Regions from separate parts of the Mus musculus genome. Here region 2 is linked to region 1. A link is a contact called in public Hi-C data. All regions are on one chromosome and are shown on one strand. Each heading gives the region's core, a stretch centred on a gene start, on an enhancer-like site or on the middle of the called end of the contact. The rest is flanking DNA. Distances are from core to core; before and after follow the strand shown.

Region 1 (4,453 bases), core at 1,210-3,709:
AATAATAAAAGTACATTTAGTAATAATTCATTTCTTAGTACAAAGGCCAAACGAAATTCTAGTTTGGGTTCAAGTTTTTTGTCTAGGAAACTAAGTTTTCTGCATTAAGCTGGCTAGCTGGACTGACACAGACTGGCTCCAACTGTGTAGGAGCCATTTAGATTCCAGTGGAGGTTGATAAACTGCTCTCTACGCTGTGCGCGCCCTTCCATCCATACACTCATACACTCTCTAGATTGTGTCTACCCCTTATACAATGCCAATGGTAGTCACACCATATTGTTTGGGAAATGACAAGAGTGTGTATGTTTAGTACAGATACAAATCCCCTCGCCAAAAGATTGGGGGTTTTTTTTTGTTTTTGTTTTTGTTTTTGAAGCAGTCTTGTGCAGTCCCAGCTAGCTTCAAGTCACCATTAGCTGAGGATGACCAATCTTCTAGTTCCCCTTGCTACACCTTCCAAAGCTGGGAATACAGGCATGCACCACCATGCCATGCAGGCCAGGCAAACACTACCAACGGAGCTCCAGCCTCAGCTCCAGTACCTTTGACCGTCAGGGAGTTAACATGTTGATATGGAACAGGACAGGAAGGGAAGAGCAGGTTTAGAGACAGAATAAATGGAGTCAGTTGTCGACAGTTGCCATTACTTAAGTGTAGCACAGTACTTAGAGATTGTGTCTGCTTCTGACAGGGCTATTTGCCAACACCATTACTCTTTACATCCTGCTTTTAGTGAATGTGCCACAGATATCAAAATTCTGAACTACTAACTGTATGTGAAAATTAGTAAAATGTCAATTATGAGTTTGAAACTATTTTGTGCTTACTGGTACAAATATAGTAGGACTCATAATTTTAAAAATCAGTAAAATATTTTAAATCTGTTTTGTAATACATACACAAAAAAGTTTTTAAAAGCCTCAAAACAGCCGGGCGGTGGTGGCGCACGCCTTTAATCCCAGCACTCGGGAGGCAGAGGCAGGTGGATTTCCGAGTTCGAGGCCAGCCTGGTCTACAAAGTGAGTTCCAGGACAGCCAGGACTACACAGAGAAACCCTGTCTCAAAAAAAAAAAAAAAAAAAAAAAAAAAAAAAAAAAAAAAAAAGCCTCAAAACTTACATTAGGCTGGGTGTCGTGGTACAGGTGTGTAATATCAGCACCTGGAGACTGAGGCAGAAGCCCAGGCAGGAGGGTCAAGAATGTAGGGCCCTCCTCACTGACACAGGGAATTTGGTGTGGGGATGTAGAGATTATATGACTGTCTCAGAAAAAAAAAAAAACAATCTCAAATGTTAGTTCAGATACCCAATCAGGTAAGTTCTTAAAGTCACTGTATAATTTAATGAGTTTACTACAATGTAAGAAATTAGTCCAGTGAAATGTAACAGTTTACACAGGTAAATACTGAATATGGAAATCATACTGCTTAAACACAATGGTTCTAAGGACAACTTTTACATAATAACTTTAAAAGGGAACTCTGCACACTTTAGAGTATGCATGGGCGACAAGCAAATGGAAAATTCATTCTGTGTGTGCTCAGTGGAGTTATACAATCTGGGCTCGATTTCTCAAAAGACAATTGAGGTCCCTTTTCTTGTGTGGTAAACAACTTGCTGTCTGACTTGTAATGCAATACCATATCTTGGTAGATTTCAAACATTTATAATCCACAGGAAAAATACTCAACACTCCTACACTATTTTTTTAAAACCCACAATAGTACAGCCTTTCAGCCACAAAGCTCGAAGCCAGCTATAAACCAGTACTTTTCCACTAGAGGTTCTTGTGGGGCGGGAAGGGGACTTTTAGCACTTAGGAACATTAGGGTCTAAAATAAGATCACTGCAAGGAGTTACTACAACACTCACAGTGCCAGCACTGTCATGGCAACAATGAGCTACCTAGGAGAATATGCTTTCAACATTCACAGCTAATCTTTAGTCATTACTCATGGAAATATACCAAATTTTCTTTTAGGTAGTGCATTAAAGGAACCATCTGACTTAGACTCTTTTAATGTAAAGACAAGCCTTTCTATACACCGGATTTCTAGCATCCCCACTGCAGGCAGTCGGTATAATTTACAGTGATGGTGATGAAGGCTATAGACCACAGTGAAACATCAATACTCACCAGGGTTCAAATACAGTTCCAGGATGAGTCAGGGTTTAAGTAAAATTTTGATTTTATGTTTTAAGGCAAAATAATTTAGTGATATATACTGACTGCTAATATCTTATTAAATCTTTATTCAGATAATGTTGTATAATGGTGACAAGTCTCATGGCCCACTGTGAAATCTAGCTTCTCCTTAACTTATGATGTCTTGGCCAAGTTATTTAATATCTCTGGACATTTTTAATGTACAGAATAATGATAATACCTATACAGTATGCTGTTGTGACTCATGACTGTAACTAGGTGAAAGGGCTGAATACCAGGCTTAGCATACACAACACGAATTCTTTTCTCTACTCAAAAAATAACCATACTGTAGAAAATGATTTAAGGTGTCTTGGTTCCAACTCTACTCACTTTAGAGTAAGTAGGAGAGACTTGAGTCATCTGACCTGTGAGAATGACAGAGAGGACATGACACAGGAGCTCAGACAGCACCACACACCAAGAGAGGATGGTACAGAACCTTCCATCTCTTGTGGAGGATCTTTTAGGTAATGTAGCCTTTGCTTAGGTGCTTGGTTCTAACTTTCTGGGGGATCCCAGTGGATATGCAGAGTAGGGACCCCACTGGGCAGGTCTCCTGTCCTCTGCAGTGTCATGAGGCACACAGAACCTGTAACAGGTAACTGACTTGGAGTAGTAGACAGGAGGCTTCGTCTGCTTTCTCATTAGTTGGCATACGAACTGTCACTTGCTGTCCTACCCTATGTGTCCCTGAAGACATAAATCAAAGCAAAATGTTCATAAGTGAAATAACAGATAACATGATCTGTGAGGAATCCAGTTTCCAGAGAATTAAAATAATATTTATAAAATCCTTATTCATAGTTTTTAGAAATGCTACTTCCCCTGGACAAAGAACCTGCAAAGTAGCTAAAACAAAAACAAGTACCGCCCTTCTGTTTCCTAGGGATTGGGGGACCTGCGGGCATACTGTGTCAGAGAGATGGCTCCCCAATGCCTCTCTGAACTATGAGTTAACACTTGCTGTGACACTATACATGCCTCACCACTGAGAGCAAAGGTTTGAGAAAGTTAAGGACTTTGATCAAGGTGTGGCTAACTCAACAGCCTATGGTCGACAGTGACCCTCTACTGCTGCCCCAGGCCTGCAAGCATAGGCTATGGCTACCCATTTCTCAATGAGCACGTGATCACCTAGATGATAACTTGGCTGCCTGCCACCCTCAATGCGAGTGCCATGATGGCTTTCTGGATTGATACTAGAGTACAGCAAGGGCTGGACGGAACACTAGGGATTTGCTATCAATTCTGAACAAAGTCTAACACTTATCCTGGGTCAGAAACCATCCACGACAACAGAACCTTAGGCAGGCTATGCAGGAGCACAGAACTTAAATGTTCACAACACCATTAGGAGTATTGACACATGTGATTTGCATGGGGGATCCATTAAAATCAATTACATAAATAAAAACCGAGTCTGCCCATTCTTAAAGCCCTGCTGGTCTGGACTTGGCCTCATTAAGGAGACATCTCACCAGTATTTAGAACCCTATTATGAACCAGACCCACTTCTGGATGCTTCCATTTTCACTTAATTTTCAATATCACCATGTAAATTTATAGATGGCATCACCACCACCACCACCACCACCACCCTAGCTTTGAAGTTAAGTAGAAATTCCACAAAGTTTATTCCTAACTCCTTTATTCTAGAGTCCACCAATAGACAAAAGCTCGACAGGTGTCCCGGTTTCTCCCATGGCCATGACTGGCTCTAAACAGGCAAGATTCATGTAAGCTCAGTGCACATGAGCCCAGGCTTGCTGAGCAGATGATTTTAATGGCTGCGTCACACCCAAAGTGTCTCCTAACCTCTCCTTGTCTCCCAGCTCCTCCATTCTTTCCTCCATGCCCATGATGCTCTGAGCCCCGTCGAGGTGGTATAAAGAAATGTCTTAGGGCTGAGCACTCAACCCTCACTTATTCTCAGCACCCTGAGCCTCCTGAGCCCCCTGAGTCCCTGTACTCACTTCAGTTAACTCTGCCCCAAACCTGCTTCTGCAGTGGCCACAGTGTGATACAGGACTATGCACCTTGGTGCCTCTACCTTTAATTTTTCTAATCACATCACAAGATAAATAATAAAATGTCAATTCTTAGATGAAGAAACAGAGGCTCCAGTGGTTAACATAAGCACATGGCTGCTACAAAATGCCAATGTGATCTTTAAACCATTCTGAAATAATAGTTTAACCTTCAAGATTCAAGGGGAACCATGCTATTTAGGACGATACGTAGA
Region 2 (4,453 bases), core at 1,281-3,780, 350 kb before region 1:
CTGCAACCTGGGGGCCATGCTATAGTGAGAAGCACAGGGACCTCGTATGCAGCTGGGCTCATTTGGCTTTAGGTTTGTTTCACCTCCTTGGCTGTTTCCTGAGGGGTACAGATAGCACCTCCCTTGAAGATTCTGACAAGAATTAGAGCTAATGTGAGCAGCACACACACACACACACACACACACACACACACACACACCCCTATGGTTTGACTCAACCTGTGAGTTAGCATGTTCTCATCGAGGGCCTACTATTTGCTAGTGCTGGAGTCAGCGACTAGAGCGTAAGCATTTTCTAAAGAGTTTCAACTTTGAGAAAAGAAAGGCAACAGAGAGGCAGCCAGCTGCGCTGTGTTGACCTCATGGTGGTCACTTAAACCCAGAGTTCCCACTGCCATTGTAGAGGTAGTGATTCCTCCTATCTCGAGTTACTGTGGGGGACCTTAGAGCCTGGCAGCACATAATAGGAACTTGCTGAGATTAGTTCTATTTCTGAGCACAGTAGGATTTCTCACTCAGCCCCTGATCGAAGACCTCGTAATGAGGTATCTAAAATACATTCACTTATACCGAATCCGACGACCTAAGAGGGCAGATTCTTCTATGTATGGTGTCTGATGGTGAGCGTCAGGAAGGATTGAGGGGGTTAGCAAAGTCAACTACCTTAGGCCATAAGTAATAAAGCAGAATCAATGTCAATGTCTGGGAGCACTGCCTGCCAAGATTCTGAAGTACACTGAAATATAGATATCTCAGGGATCAAAGGTAAAAGTGTCAGCCTGGTAAGGCTAAGATGTCCATGTCTTAAACCTGGAGCCTATAAATGGTTGGCTGTGTGGCAATGGGAAATTAAGGGTTAACAATTAAAAATAAGACGATCCAGATGCACCTGCTGTCATCCTAACGTTCCTGAAATGGAGTAGCAGAACCAGAGCCTAAGCTAGAAGAAAGGCGTGTGAAAGGAGGGCTTGCCTTGCCGGCCATATTGGTACTGAAGATAGAGGTGGGGCGGCAGACGCAGGATGGAGATGGCCTCTGGGTGCTGGCACCTATGGTCCAGAAGAAGGGAGCTGCCACCTTGATGGTGAGAGCCACTCTGGTCTTCAGACCAGAATCATAAGACAATGGCCTGTGTGGGTGTTTTGGTTGGGAACCATAAATTGGTGGCAGTTAGTCACAGGAAGCAGTAGGAAACTCATGTCCCCTTTTCCTATTTGGATTCATGTCACTAGATGTGGGTGACTCCTGTGTCCATACCTGGCCTGAGGGTCTAGTGTGGCTTGTGGACTGTCTCCCTGTCTCCCCATCTTTTCTATTTTTCCTTGTTCACAATCGGGCACTCAGATAGCTATTGAGAAAGATCTCTGCTCATCAGGAACACTCAGAAGTCTATGAAATACAGTCCGATGCCCAAAGGATCCTATGGGTCTGGGACCTCTGACAATGGCCTACGAGGCTCCTCTCTGAACCCCAGGAACAGAAAATGACTGTGAAAGGAGCCTTCCTACCAGAATAGGATGCCCCTCCCATAACAAACCCAGATAGGAACACCCTGGACACAGCCACACCTCCTCCAGGAAAGCAAGATCCAGGCAAGGCCAAGTGCTTGGAGCCATACCACATGCACTCTTTCTGACCTGGTCTCCTTCAGGTGGCATAAAGGATTTAGTCATGATAAACCATGTTCAAAATAAAAAAAAAAAAAACAACAAATAAAAAAAAAAACACTCCAGTTTTCAGAAGTTCTCAGAGCCTGCTTCTTACAAAGGAAACTTCCAAGGTCACTCAAACAATGTGCTAGAGTCCATCGGGGGTCAAGGCACATCATTGTCTTTCTTGAGAAGACTCCACAAATGACAGTGCTTTCCCCAAGTGAATCTATTTCGTTTTCAAATAAGTTCAAGAGACTTCCTTCTTTCCTTCCTTTCTTCTATCTATTTTGAGGATGGGACTTGGGTCATAAACACTAGGGCAAGCACTCACTGTTGAAATCCACCTCCAGCATGACAGGCAGACACTTTTTCTTGCACTATATTGAAAATAAGGTGGCTGAAGTTCAAAGACATTGGTGTAGGTCCAAAGTCAATTTCCCCTTTAGCCAGATTCTTCCTATTTTCAACCCAGAATTCTGTTTTTCAAGTTTACAATAAGTACAACATGCCAGGGTGTTGATCTTTGTAATCTGCGAATTGAAAAAAAAAATCTAACTTTACCCAAACAAGTGATAAGATGCCCAAAAGAGCCTCGAGCCAAATTTAAATCCCACCTTCATTTGCTGGCTGCATGGCCTCGAAGGGAGAAACTTCACACACCTCAGTGTTCAGGAGAGAGTGTGGTGAACCGGCTGCTCATTCTCACGTCTCCTAGGAGAACCCATTTAATGCACCCCTCTGAGTAGATGGTGGGTGAGGCCAGCGCAGAATTGAGTGACCCAGTATTTTCTGGTCAAGGAAACCAAGGGGTTAACAAGGCCACGCAGAAGCGGGCACAGCTGGGGATCATTAGCTCCTAAGGAGGGGGCCAGCCCCGGAAGGAGGAAGCCTTCCAGCTGCAAGGAGGAGCCCTGCCCAGGGTGTCTCCCTTGGAGGAAACTTGGGCTGACAACTTTGTTTTCTTTTTTTTTCCTGATGGTGGCTTTCCTCTCCAGGGGGAAGTTCCCCATATGTGAGTTTGGTTTGTGACCCCTGGCTTGTCCCTACTATCGATGGCTGGCCACTTGTGGGGCAGCATTTGCTATTGATGTTGGGCCAGGATGGTTAGGAAACGAGATCTTCCAAATGGGGACTCTGTGGTTTGGTTTGGCCACACTGAGATGGATCTCCAGAAGTACAGTCTGGGCTGGGACAGTTACCCACAGGGTGGGGCTCCAGCCTGGGGAGTGTTTCTCAGCCCCAACCCCTTTGTCCACAGGCAGGACGTTTTCCAATTGCATTTTAAAATTATTCTTAAAATTTCTTCATACAATATACTTTTATCACACACACACACCCCCCCCCGCATCTACCCCCCCCTCAAGTCCTCCCAAGTCCTTCCAGGTCCTCCCCACCCAATGCCAAGTTCTTTCTCTGGCTCTTAAAAAACAAAACAAACCCTATGAAGACAAAAGACACCAAACTCTAACAACAGCAGTCCCTCCCCCACCACACACACACACACCATAGTGTCTGTTTTGTGTTGGATAACTAGAGTGTGGTCAATATACCTGATTTTTTGTCAGGTACTGATTGCGCGGGGCTTCTTGGTCAGGGGTTGGATGTTATGGACACGCCTCCTCTCCTGGCTGGGCTTCTGTCCCCTTGGAAGTTGTGCATGTGTCTGTGTACTGTCACTGTCTTTACTGTGGGGCTGCTGTGGTTTATAGTCTGACCTCCGGCTTTGTTCTGGGTGTAGCAGTCAGTACCTACCACTCCTAACCCCGGCCACTCTGGAGGCTGAAGCAGGAAGGTCACAAGGTCAAGGCCAGTCAAAGAAGGACTTACTAGAGGGTAGTTAGGAGCAGCTGTCAGGCTCCAGGGTGCAGAGAATAAGGAGGCCAGGTGCCAGAGGCACTCTAGGGAGGGGATGATACCCCCAAGGCTCTATCCCCCACAGCACCAGAGAAGCAAGAGGAAAGAAGAGGGGGATCCCCAAGGCTGAATGTCTCTCTTTGAAGCACCACGTTCCTAAACAGCTGTGGGTCTTCTGATCCTCAGTCCTGGCTCCTGGCTCCTGGCCCCTCAGCAGCCCCTTGATTCACTGTTTAGACAGGCTAGGCCCTAACTGTCCTGAACTGTAGGCAGCTGCAATAGGAACTCAAGCCCAAGCTCAGAGAAACTGAAGAAACTCGGAAACCTGGGATGTCTCCAGGAAGACTTCGGGACAGGGAACTAACTGCCCATGAGGCAACCCGGCCAATGAGGACAGACTCTCGTCATAGCTGGAATAGTTCAGACCCCCATGCCCTCTGACTTTCTCATTGTAATGGCTACCCAGGGACAGTGGGTGGGACACCAGGGTTGTAGGTGATATTTGTCCTCACAGTCACCAGGAACTTGAGGGACCTTTTTGCAGGTCCAGCACCAACTCTACGTAGACTCATGCACACACATGGAAACCTGGCCTAGTTTCTCCACTAAGCTCAGTTGGCTCACCCTGCGTCATAGCTTTGTGCCTCTCCCACGATGCTGCAAGTAGCTTTGTGACCTTGCTGGTGATGCTGCAGATAGGCCATGACAGATGCTGTAAGGTGCACCAGCCAGGCATTGCATATTGGGTAGGGGAGGAATGGAGCAACTAGCGAGGTCCTGGGTGAATATGCATCGTCAGGTCAAGAACCTACCTCAGTCCCATGGGAGGAGCACCTTCCCAGGGCAAGGCTCAGAGAGTTAGCAAAGCCCGCCACACTCCAACTGCTAATGCTAACAGCCAGCGTATGTTAGAAATGCCCACACTAGCTCTCTTCTCAGCTGTTTAT

The links. A called contact is a pair of places that touch in the nucleus more often than the background predicts.
Region 2: a Hi-C map of the C2C12 cell line shows a contact between it and region 1, with 2.3 times the contacts expected there. The contact joins two enhancer-like sites. A contact is called at or near these places in 1 of 39 promoter capture datasets (cranial neural crest), 3 of 484 Hi-C or Micro-C datasets (the C2C12 cell line, the G1E-ER4 cell line and pro-B cells), 5 of 115 datasets of contacts at active chromatin or transcription factors (the NIH/3T3 cell line, bone marrow-derived macrophages, embryonic stem cells and 1 more) and 1 of 9 other capture datasets (macrophages).

The regions. Positions count from the first base shown.
Region 1 is chr10:41,820,192-41,824,644 of GRCm38.p6, reverse strand. The region is part of intron 1 of Sesn1 (sestrin 1); the gene reads right to left. Among named protein-coding and RNA genes, the nearest start is that of Sesn1, 12 kb to the right of the region's middle. Within about 2 kb of position 2,459, at least 43 of the 459 cell types and tissues checked have an H3K27ac peak or open chromatin away from gene starts, as enhancers often do. A contact at or near this core is called in the C2C12 cell line, where this site is marked.
Region 2 is chr10:42,169,333-42,173,785 of GRCm38.p6, reverse strand. No RefSeq gene overlaps it. Among named protein-coding and RNA genes, the nearest start is that of Gm40630, 90 kb to the right of the region's middle. Within about 2 kb of position 2,530, at least 51 of the 459 cell types and tissues checked have an H3K27ac peak or open chromatin away from gene starts, as enhancers often do. A contact at or near this core is called in the C2C12 cell line, where this site is marked.